2 separate regions of the Triticum aestivum genome follow, and region 1 is linked to region 2. Evidence: chromatin contacts called from public Hi-C data. All regions are on one chromosome and are shown on one strand. Each heading gives the region's core, a stretch centred on a gene start, on an enhancer-like site or on the middle of the called end of the contact. The rest is flanking DNA. Distances are from core to core; before and after follow the strand shown.

Region 1 (5,330 bases), core at 1,019-3,518, 790 kb before region 2:
CGCCTATTGGACGCCCGGGGGCGTGCAATAGGAGCTCTCCCCGTCTTCATTATCAGCAGTGCAAGAGCTATATATCGCTTATAGCGGGAAGGAAAGAAGCTCTTGTCTGAAGTGTGCGCAGTAGTGGGTCGGCCCACTAGCGCACCGTTAAAACAAGAGAAAAGGGAGAAAAGGAAGAAAGCTATGGATCCAACCATGGTCTCCTCGCTGTTAGCCAATGCGTCACTGCCAGGTTCGTCGGAGAATAGAAACTGTGAACTACTTAAAGGAAAAGAGCCATTTTTTCACTAGTTTTCCCCATTTATTACTATTTTCCAATTTCTTTGTTTTTCAACTGTTTTCTTCACAGAGTTTTCTTTTCTATCCATTTCTTTTTCTTTGTTTTTCTTTGGTTTTCAAGGTTTCTTACTTGGTTTTCACTACTTTGTTTCTTTCATTTCCATAGGTTTTGTTTGTTTCTTTCTCATTTACAATCAGTGTCTTTTTTAAGTACACATTTTTCATATACACGTTTATCATTTTTGAAATACATGATTAACATTTTTTGAAAATATGATGTCTACTATAGCCATACGTATTGTATAGATTTGGTATATATCTAATAATTTCTTATAATACATGTTTAACATTTTTCAGATACCAAAGGGCAGCCCGGTGTATGTAGCTCCCGCTTGGACATGGTCCGGGGAATGATCCGACCACTTTGGGTCTATTGTACCTAGCCTTTTCCTACATTTCTGTGAGAGACTGTTTCCAGAACTTGAACCCGTGACCTCATGGTCTCAAGGCAGCAGCTTTACCACTGCGCCAGGGCTTCCATATACCAGTTTAAAAAATTTGTACATGTCCAATATTTTATCTATACACATTTTAAACATTTGTCAAATGCGTGATTAACATTTTCAAATACAAAATTAATATTCTTTGAATACATGGTCAACAGTGTTTTATTCATTTTGAACATTTTCAAATGCTTGATTAACATTTCAAATACAAGATTAATATTTTTTTAATACATGGCCAATATTGTTTCTATACACATCTAAAAAGAATTAAATGCTTACTAACATTTTTTCAATATATGATCAATTTTTCATACACATTTGTATTTTTTCTATACATTTTTGTATGCATGAGAAACATTTTCCCTATATGCATTTTTTTATTTTTAAATGCTTGTGTAACATTTTTTCAAATGTTTATGTAAAGTTTTTTTTGCAATATATTTATTCAAAATATTTGAATTGTGAACAAAAGCAAAAAAAAGAAGGCCTCGACTGTTTGGGGATCCCGAGGTCTCTTCATGGGGTTCCCCAAACAGTCGAGACCTCTTCATGGGATCCCCAAACAGTCGAGGCCTCCTCATGGCCCGCGGCCCAGCAAGCCTCGCTTATGTACTAGCTCGCTTGCCTTTTTATTTTTATTTATTTCCTTTTTTCTCAATTATCCTTTTTTGTCCTGTGTTGTTCATCAAAAAAACTAATCATCGGTTTTTTAAAGTAAAAATGTTTGTGAGTTTAAAAACATCTCACAAATCTGAAATCTTTTCAGTAATTATATAAAGTGCGTGAATTTGAAAAAAGTTCACGAATTTGAGAAAATTGTACATGAATTTGAAGAAATTTTATGAACTGAAAACATAGTTCATGGATTTGAAAAAAGTTAAGGAATCTGAAAAAATCACCAATTTTACAAAGTGCGTGAATTTGGAAAAGTTCATGAAATTTGAATATAAGTTCACAAATTTCACAAAATTTCAACTTTTTGAAAATGTTCATGGCACTTAAAAAGGTTTAAGAAAATTGAAAAAAATTCATAGATTTAAAAGAATCAAGAATTGAAAAAATTCATTGATTTTGAAAAAATAATCATGAGTTTGAAAAGGTTCGCGAGTTTTGAAAACAAGTTTGTAAAAGTTAAAAACAATTTGTGGATTTGAAAAACATTCACGCATTTCAAAAAAATTAACGGATTCAAAAAAGAGTTAATGGATTTAACTAAATTCCACGAATTTGGAAAAGTTCTCGAATTTTAGAAAGGAAAGTAAAATGAAGAAGAAAAAGAAGTAAGTAAGCATTAATAGATAAGGTGCCCAGTTGGTCACTGCGGTTTGAAGTAAACCAAGTGGTGTGGAGTTCGCACACACCCATTTTTTGAAGGTTAACAGAAAGAAAGAAAAAGTAAATGGGCCAGGCCCAGGGCTAAGGAGGGGTGTGTCGGTTGGTGAAATAGCCTATAACCTCAGCGCTAAATAGAATTTGGTGTAACAGCCGCCCAACAAAGCCGCAGCGCCCCAGTCACCTAGACCCACCTACCTTTACCAAGCCCACCTAACCTAAACCCTAAAACATTGCCTAGCCCACCTAACACTCCCACTCTCACGTATGCTCTCCCAACCCCTATGTGACGCTCTTTCCGTCAAAATGACATTTGTTTCACACGCTGCATCCAACTGGCGGGCTTGTTGGGTCGTATATATTTTGTCTCGTGTTTTTATTTGCTCGTTTTTGTTTCACTGTTGGTTCGCTTTTTTCTGGCGGGATTGTTGGTTCGATGTTATCTGGTTCACCAGGGTTTTTCTTCGTTCGTTGTTTCTCACATATGAACTGTTGCACAAAAGCAACAAAATGTTTAAAAAGAATGAAGAGAGTGTTGAAATATTAATTTCAATAGAGAATTGTTCATATTTCTCTTTCCAATTATGTACAGCAGGAAACAAGCAAAAATTGCTCTATCTCAAAGAACTATACTGAAACTGTAAAACATAAGTTCGTGCGTAGAAAAAATAGGCTAGAGCACATTTTGATTTTCTGAGAGCTAGTACTAGTGTGTAAACATCTTTCCGGGGTCTTTTGCATTATAAAATTTCCTTCTCATTCTTGTGTAAACCTACAGAAACATTTGAATTGTAGTAAGAATCATAATTTGTTTCTTAGTACTGATAAAAGTATAGTTTTAAACTTCTGAACATTTTTGGAAATTCAGAAAAAAATCTTGGATTCAAAGAAAGTTTTTGGAATTCAAATATTATTCAAGACATTCAAAAAATGTTCTGGGAATCAAATTTTATTATAAAGATTCAAAAAATGTTCTTGCACTCACAATTCATTTTTTTATTCAAAAAAGTTCTTCGATTAAAAAACCTGAAATACGAAAATTGTTCTTGGAATTGAAATTATGTTATAAGATTCAAACAATTATTAAGGCATTCAAAAAAGATTCTACTATTCAAATTTTATTCTAAGATTTGAAAAAATGTTCTTGGATTCAAAAATCTTCAAGGATTCAAAAAAAATTCTTGATTCAAAAAAAGTTCCCGGAATTCAAAATTTGATCAAGACCTTCAAAAACAGTTCTGCGATTCAAATTTTCTTCTAAGATTAAAATAATGTTCTAAGTTTCAAGACATGTTCCCGGTATTCAATTTTTTTATAGAACTAAAATTATGTTCTAAGATTCGATAAACGTTCAAGACATTTTAAAACATAATTGGAGTTTAAATATTATTTGATACATTCAAAAAGCACTATAGGATCCCAAAAAATTCAAAGTTTCAAAAAAATGTTCTAAGATAAAGACCTTCAAAAACAGTTCTGCGATTCAAATTTTCTTCTAAGGTTAAAATAATGTTCTAAGGTTCAAGACATGTTCCCAGTATTCAATTTTTTTATAGAACTAAAATTATGTTCTAAGATTCGATAAACGTTCAAGACATTTTAAAACATAATTGGAGTTTAAATATTATTTGATACATTCAAAAAGCACTATAGGATCCCAAAAAATTCGAAGTTTCAAAAAATGTTCTAAGGTACAAATAATAGTCTTGGAATTCAGATATTGTTCTTGGAGTACAAGAAATGTTCTTGGAAATCAAAAATTGATCTTGGAATTCAAAAATTGTTCTTGGAATTTAAAAAATATTTGATACATTCAAAAAAGGATCTAGTATTCAAATTCTATTATAAAGTTCCAAAAATATTCTTGGATTGATAAAAAAATGATCTAAGATGCAAAAAATGTTCTTGAATTCAAAATACTATTCTTGGAATTAAAAAATGTTCAAGACATTCGAAAAAATGTTCTTGAAATTTTAAAATTATTCGTGACATTCAGAAAAGACTTTAGGATTCAAATTTTGTTCTAAGATTCGAAAAATGATCTTGGATTGAAATAATGTTCTATTCAAGCTTAATTCATTTTGGGTCGAATATTGTACCGAAAGACAGTAAACAAAATAGAGGTGTAGCTCTTGTGCTCACAAGAAAATCAAACACCCCTTCTTCTATTGCAACTTTGCACATTCTACATAGTCAGTCGTCCAAATAATGTCTAATTTGTATCCCCTACAATTGTGGCCAATATATATGGTCACTCGCTTGATGGAATAGCAAATAGGCTTAGCATACTAATATGGGTTGGAGCATCTACCTTATTATGGGCCGCTTTTGAGTATGTAAAAATGATTTTGTATTTGATAGTAAAGCATCTTCTTCTATGTATGTTATATATCGTTGTACACATTGATTTCGTTTGTGGCCTACACTACCGACCGTTGTTTAAGACGGTGTATATATGATTGGAGTGGGTGACGAGAAAGGTTTTACCCAATATGTGTGCCAACATAACCTCTGAATCGGCCGAACACCTCCTTCGATATAGGCATACACTGGTACAACGAGGTGCTATAAAATGGTTTTTAACCCCTTTCCGCGATGGCATTTGGAACCGTCGCCTAGTGAGTGACTGCGATAGGGGGGGTCCTTCCCACATGACCCAGAAACCGTCGGGGATATGCCCTGCTGGCACACACGCTCGGCAAAATAAGGTCGTGTGCGACCGACGAGCGATCAAATACGGTTATACGTATAGTAGTGCTAAAAAATACAATTATACATGCAAAATTGTTTCCGGTCGTAAGCACATCCCACACAGTCAGTCCCCGCTTCCGTTCATATGTACATTCCACACAGTCAATTTAAGGAATACGTTTCCGTTAGTATGTACATCACACACGGTGCGTGGAAGAAACTGTGTGGCAAAGACTGTCCATCACACACATTTTTTATGTGGTAATCGTTTGCGCAAGGTGGCCTAATGCAAACAGTTTTTAAGAGGATGTCGTGTGTGATTGTTCATTGATCTAACACGGTTTTTTCCTAGAAACTGTGTGCGTTGTCTGAGGTCATCACCCACGGTGTTTTCTCAATAACCGTTTGCAATAGAAAAACCCAATTAGCAGGCTAATTGTCCTATTATTAATAATTTATTTATTAATCTAATTGACATTTCATATTAAGCACACAAATATATTTCATTTCCATATTAAGGAA
Region 2 (4,799 bases), core at 418-2,917:
TTGTGTACAACATACCTAGCTAGCTCCCACTAAATAATTAGTAGCTAGGAGTACATCATACGGTTACACTCGCCACTGTCTTGCTCTTGTCTTATCTCCATTGTTTGTATCTGCGTCTGCATCTCTTCTCCATCAGAGGCAGGCAGTTCCCCTCTGACACAAAGCTCCCCATGCATCCTGATGGTGATGGGGTCATTGTAAATAAAAAATACCCAGAGCTAGCTCCAGTCTACACTACACCATTCCATAATTGGCTTTGCTACTAATCATTACACTCACGGCACAAAAACATTCCAAAGCTCAGCTCAATCATGTGCTTCTTCGTATAATTCTACATGCTCCTATAACTAATCGGCAAAAGAAACAAGAGATAGAATAGATTAGGTTAAATCCTGTCCGGGCGGCGTCTTGCGTCGTCGGTGAGCGTATACCGGCATTTCTCTCATGATTCAGCCGGTGTTTGTCTTCGGTGGATCTACTTGAATCCGGTCTTTGCTCGTCTGCGTTCTGTGTGTATATATATTGAATACTTTCGATCTACGTTTCTCTTCATCGGTGTCTGTTATTGTTCTGATGTGCCGACAATGTACCAACTGTCTACACAATAAGATTTGGTCAGTTCCGGTAAGGGAGGGATGATGACGACGGTGCGCATTCGACTCGCTCCAGAGATTGTAGTCGCCCCTAGGTGATCTATAGACCTGGATGTAATTTTTCTTACTTCTTATGTTCTTTGTACTGGATGTAATTTTTCTTACTTCTGATGTTCTTTGTACTGGATGTAATTTTTCTTACTTCTGATGTTCTTTGTACGACTATTGATGAGTAGATTAAAAAAATCCGCAAATAAAATAAAAACCATACTAGTAACGAGTTATACTGATGCAACATGCCAATACTACATAGCACTGTCCATACCAAACATACATGCAACGTTCAAGAAAATCAATTCGGTGTCTTGCTTCCAGCAAGGGCAGGCAGGCTGAAGAACATCGACCAGTACCACACACACACATGACACTCCTTGTGATTGTGTGCAGGTGCTACAGCACTGTCTGCCCCCCTGCTGCATGTTCATATCTATCCATGTGGGCCCCACAGGTGTAAGGGGACTCCCCAGCTACCCACCCCGCCACCACCACTGCACACCCAATGCGCAAATGCAGTGAACCACAGTGATGGCCATAATAATGCAGCTGAGAAAATCAAGCAAAGCATATGCCTTCAAATAAACAAAGCATCCCCGCAACAAAATCATGCAAAATTCATGTGCTGCAAGCAAGCAGACTCAGGCCCAGACGAGCCGGAACCCTAACCGTTGATAATTTGAAAGATGGATTAAACAAACAGCAAATCATGCGATTAGTTTAGTTGAATGCGATCGATGATTAAATAGACACACCAACCAACCAAAGCAGGCCGCGCAACAGAACAAGATCTGCCAGCCAGGTCGCAAGAATAGACAACAACAGAATCAATCAACTTAGATTAATATTGTAATACACCCATGATGACCTATAAAAACCACACAAGAAAATCGTATTAATTTGAAGGGCTGGAGAAGCAAAACGGAGAATGTGCATGCAAACAAGCTAGGGCTTCGCCATCATCTGGCCCCCACACGTCACACTGGCTGCCGTGCATGGACCAGTGTACTGAGACACTTGAGCTACTGCTAAGAATACTACTGGTACAGCACCACTAATAATAGTGTACTATAGCTGATACACAGATGAACAGTGAGTGAGGAGTGAGCATCCATGGCAGCACCCGCACCAGCATGGCACAATTGTAACTGCCAATCAGTCCAATCCTGTCTTAGTCCCGCCAGGATCTTGGCGCATCGTCATGTTCTGCCATTACGCTAGGCACATACTAGGACCGACTAAAGAATGTGTAGCGCATATAGTTAGGTTGGGTTAGTACCTAGTGGAACCTTGGATGGAATGGAAAGAAAAATACAATATATATGATTAGGTTGGGTAGATTCTTATGGTGAAAGGTACAGGACAATAGTCCTTGAAGCTGACGCCAATGCATGCCCAGCTCACCACTGGCTGGTACTAGTGTACCATGCATAAATACGTACAAACATCAACACTACAACAATGCCATGTCATACGTGTGTAGTCGTAGATGGATGCTCACCATTGTACCCACCTTGGATGCTCATCTCGTCCAAATTTGAAACAGTGATTGCTCATCGACCGCGATTCTAAACAGTGCATTCTTTTTTATGTGGAACAAGCACAAGAAACCTTGGACGAGCAGTGATTCTTGCTAGAAAGACAGGCCACAGAAGGAAGCTGTCCTGCTGCAACGATCGACCACTCTGCTACTAGAGGTGATTGTACCATCATCATATCATACGAACAAAGGGTCACATAGACACATAGCCGTCCGTCTATGGTTCGATAGGAACCGCAGCTCTTGTGCTGCAATCATCATTGCCTTGTTGCTTGATCCTGTGTTGTTGGTTCAGTCACGCAGTCTCACATGCCTTGGTTGCAAGGAAGAGGTTGGCTGGTTATTCAGCAGTTGGGTTCGGCACGCATAAGCCCAGTTTCTGATTCTGCACGCATCAATGAGGGGTGCATCATTCCTTTCTTCCATTCATTCATTCAGAGTCGGCCTGGTTGTGGTCCTCCTGGACTGGACTGGACTGGAGTATTGCTACTGCAGCACCTTCTGATATGCCACTGACAGTGTACATAGGTTGCCGCGGCTTAACCTCGAAATATTGTCTTGTCTAAGACGACGATGTGTCCTGTTCCTCATCCGGGCGTAGAGAATGGGGCCAGCAGCTGCATTCTGTTACCTGTTTCATGATGAAATTGGCTTCAACAGTCCAGTTCAGGTGTTAGCTGCAGCTGAACCACATCTAAACTCAGAGATTTCATGGGTTCATGGATGAGAAACATATCACAAGAGCTGAAACATGGCTGGGCTGGGTTCAAATCAATTCACAACATCACGACTCTTCTAAGCTCGATAGCCAACAGCTTATGCCATCGCTGATTACACAAACCTGTCGAGCAACTACAACTACTACATAGGAGAATGGGGAACAACTGGATACAGGAGCATCTCTATCTTGCCATACATGTTTTTCCAACCGAAAAAACTAAGTTTAGTCCTAGAGCATTCAAAGGGTTAGAAGATATATCTCCAGGACCGTTCCTTTTCCTATACAAGCACAAGCACACGCACATAGAGATCGGTGTTATCCGCCACAGCAGCAGCACTTGAAGCAGCTGCAGCAGGCTGGGCACTTGAATGCACCAAACGCGAAGCATTTCCTCAGTGCATGGCAGCAGCTGCAGCCGAGATTGCAGCTTGGTTTGCGAACTCGAATGCGGCAGCAACAGTTGGTGGTGAAGGTGGTAGTTGTTGCCGTGTTCGCGCGGTATGCCGTCTTTGTCGGCTCGAGGGACTGCCGAATCTTCTTCAGCCTCGTTTTCGTTGTCACGCTCTCCATTTCGCGGACGAACTTGGAGAGGTGGCGGATGAAGTCAGGGTACAGCTCCAGGTTGCAGTGACCGCCTCCTTTGATCCATAGTGGATCATACGGCTCCCTTGCCAGTTTCCACAGCTCATTACCATGTGACCAATTCACAACATCGTCGTCGGTCCCCTGCAAACGTCAATACGTGTATAATTAACAGCAACACTTCTACACACCATCAAGTTGGTGCATGCGAAAAACTTTGAGAAAGAAAGAGTACACATAATAAATCAATCCATCACATAAATGGTTAGTCGAAAACAGAAAATCACTTCAGAGAACTATGAGTGCATCAACTATGGGAGCCATTCATGCTTTCTTCATCGACCTTGACTAAGGAAATGTAGTATTGGCCCATGAAAATGCTGCCCACCTTGACCACATCAAGCAACACGTGGTACTCTGGTTACGAAGCGGTTTATCCATATACATTGCAAACAAAGAGAACTACAAAAGGAAAGTTTGTAAGAATATTACGTTTCAGTTTGAGATGTTCTAACTTTTTTCTGAATCGGATGTATATAGAGACACGTTTGTTTCAGCGTGATTGGATTCAAATCACCTATGGACTCGCTTTACTAGCAAAGCAGATTCTGCAGCCCTGTTTGTTTGAGCTTTGATTGGATTCGAATCACATGTGGATTTGCTGAAAATGGCCTGAATCCAGATTTAGCTTAACTGGCAAAGCTGATTCAGCTGTTTGTTTCAGCTTCAAACGAAAGAGCTGAATCTGGCCCCTGAATCTCAAACGAAAGAGCTGGGTGTTTCAGATTCCAGATTTAGCTTCACTGGCAAAGCTGAATATGATCCCTGAAGCTCAAGCAAACAGGGCTTAGCACTCATTTCAGTCCATATGTAGTCTATACTAAATATCCAAAACATCCTATATTTGCCAATGGAGGGAGTATTATTTACACACAAGGGAAAAGTTTGAAAGTAGCAGCTAAGTTATCCTCACTGATCTCTCAATTAAGAGTCTTCAGGCACAGCTAAAGATACTACAGCCGCAAGGTTCAAAATATTTAGTGATAACAAGCAGTCCCAGCTGGGAACAGGAATATAGGATGTGAAACCATCTCAGTAAGAGCTATGGATAACACATGCTGACACCACCGATATTGTAGGAGCAATGAAATTAGTCAACTTTGTAGAGTTGTAATCAAATTATGACTGACAGGTAAGTGATAGTAAAAGAGCGGAAACTGGGCAGTTACCAGTAAAGTGGTGGTGTTCCAGAACTATGGCATTTATAGTTTTTATTTCTCGAACATGCATTTGATCTGGAACTATGGTA

Evidence for each region. A called contact is a pair of places that touch in the nucleus more often than the background predicts.
Region 1: a contact with region 2 is called in a Hi-C map of leaf, with 8 times the contacts expected there. The contact joins two enhancer-like sites. A contact is called at or near these places in 2 of 5 Hi-C or Micro-C datasets (leaf and an unstated tissue).

Annotation. Positions count from the first base shown.
Region 1 is chr7D:368,588,894-368,594,223 of IWGSC CS RefSeq v2.1, reverse strand. No RefSeq gene overlaps it. Among protein-coding and RNA genes, the nearest start is that of LOC123169096, 100 kb to the left of the region's middle. Within about 2 kb of position 2,268, at least 3 of the 8 cell types and tissues checked have an H3K27ac peak or open chromatin away from gene starts, as enhancers often do. A contact at or near this core is called in leaf, where this site is marked.
Region 2 is chr7D:367,799,384-367,804,182 of IWGSC CS RefSeq v2.1, reverse strand. It overlaps LOC123164384 (alpha/beta hydrolase domain-containing protein 17B), which reads right to left. Exons shown (of 5, transcript XM_044581826.1): 5 at 2,904-3,634. The coding sequence ends at 3,224. Among protein-coding and RNA genes, the nearest start is that of LOC123164384, 9.3 kb to the right of the region's middle. Within about 2 kb of position 1,667, at least 6 of the 8 cell types and tissues checked have an H3K27ac peak or open chromatin away from gene starts, as enhancers often do. A contact at or near this core is called in leaf, where this site is marked.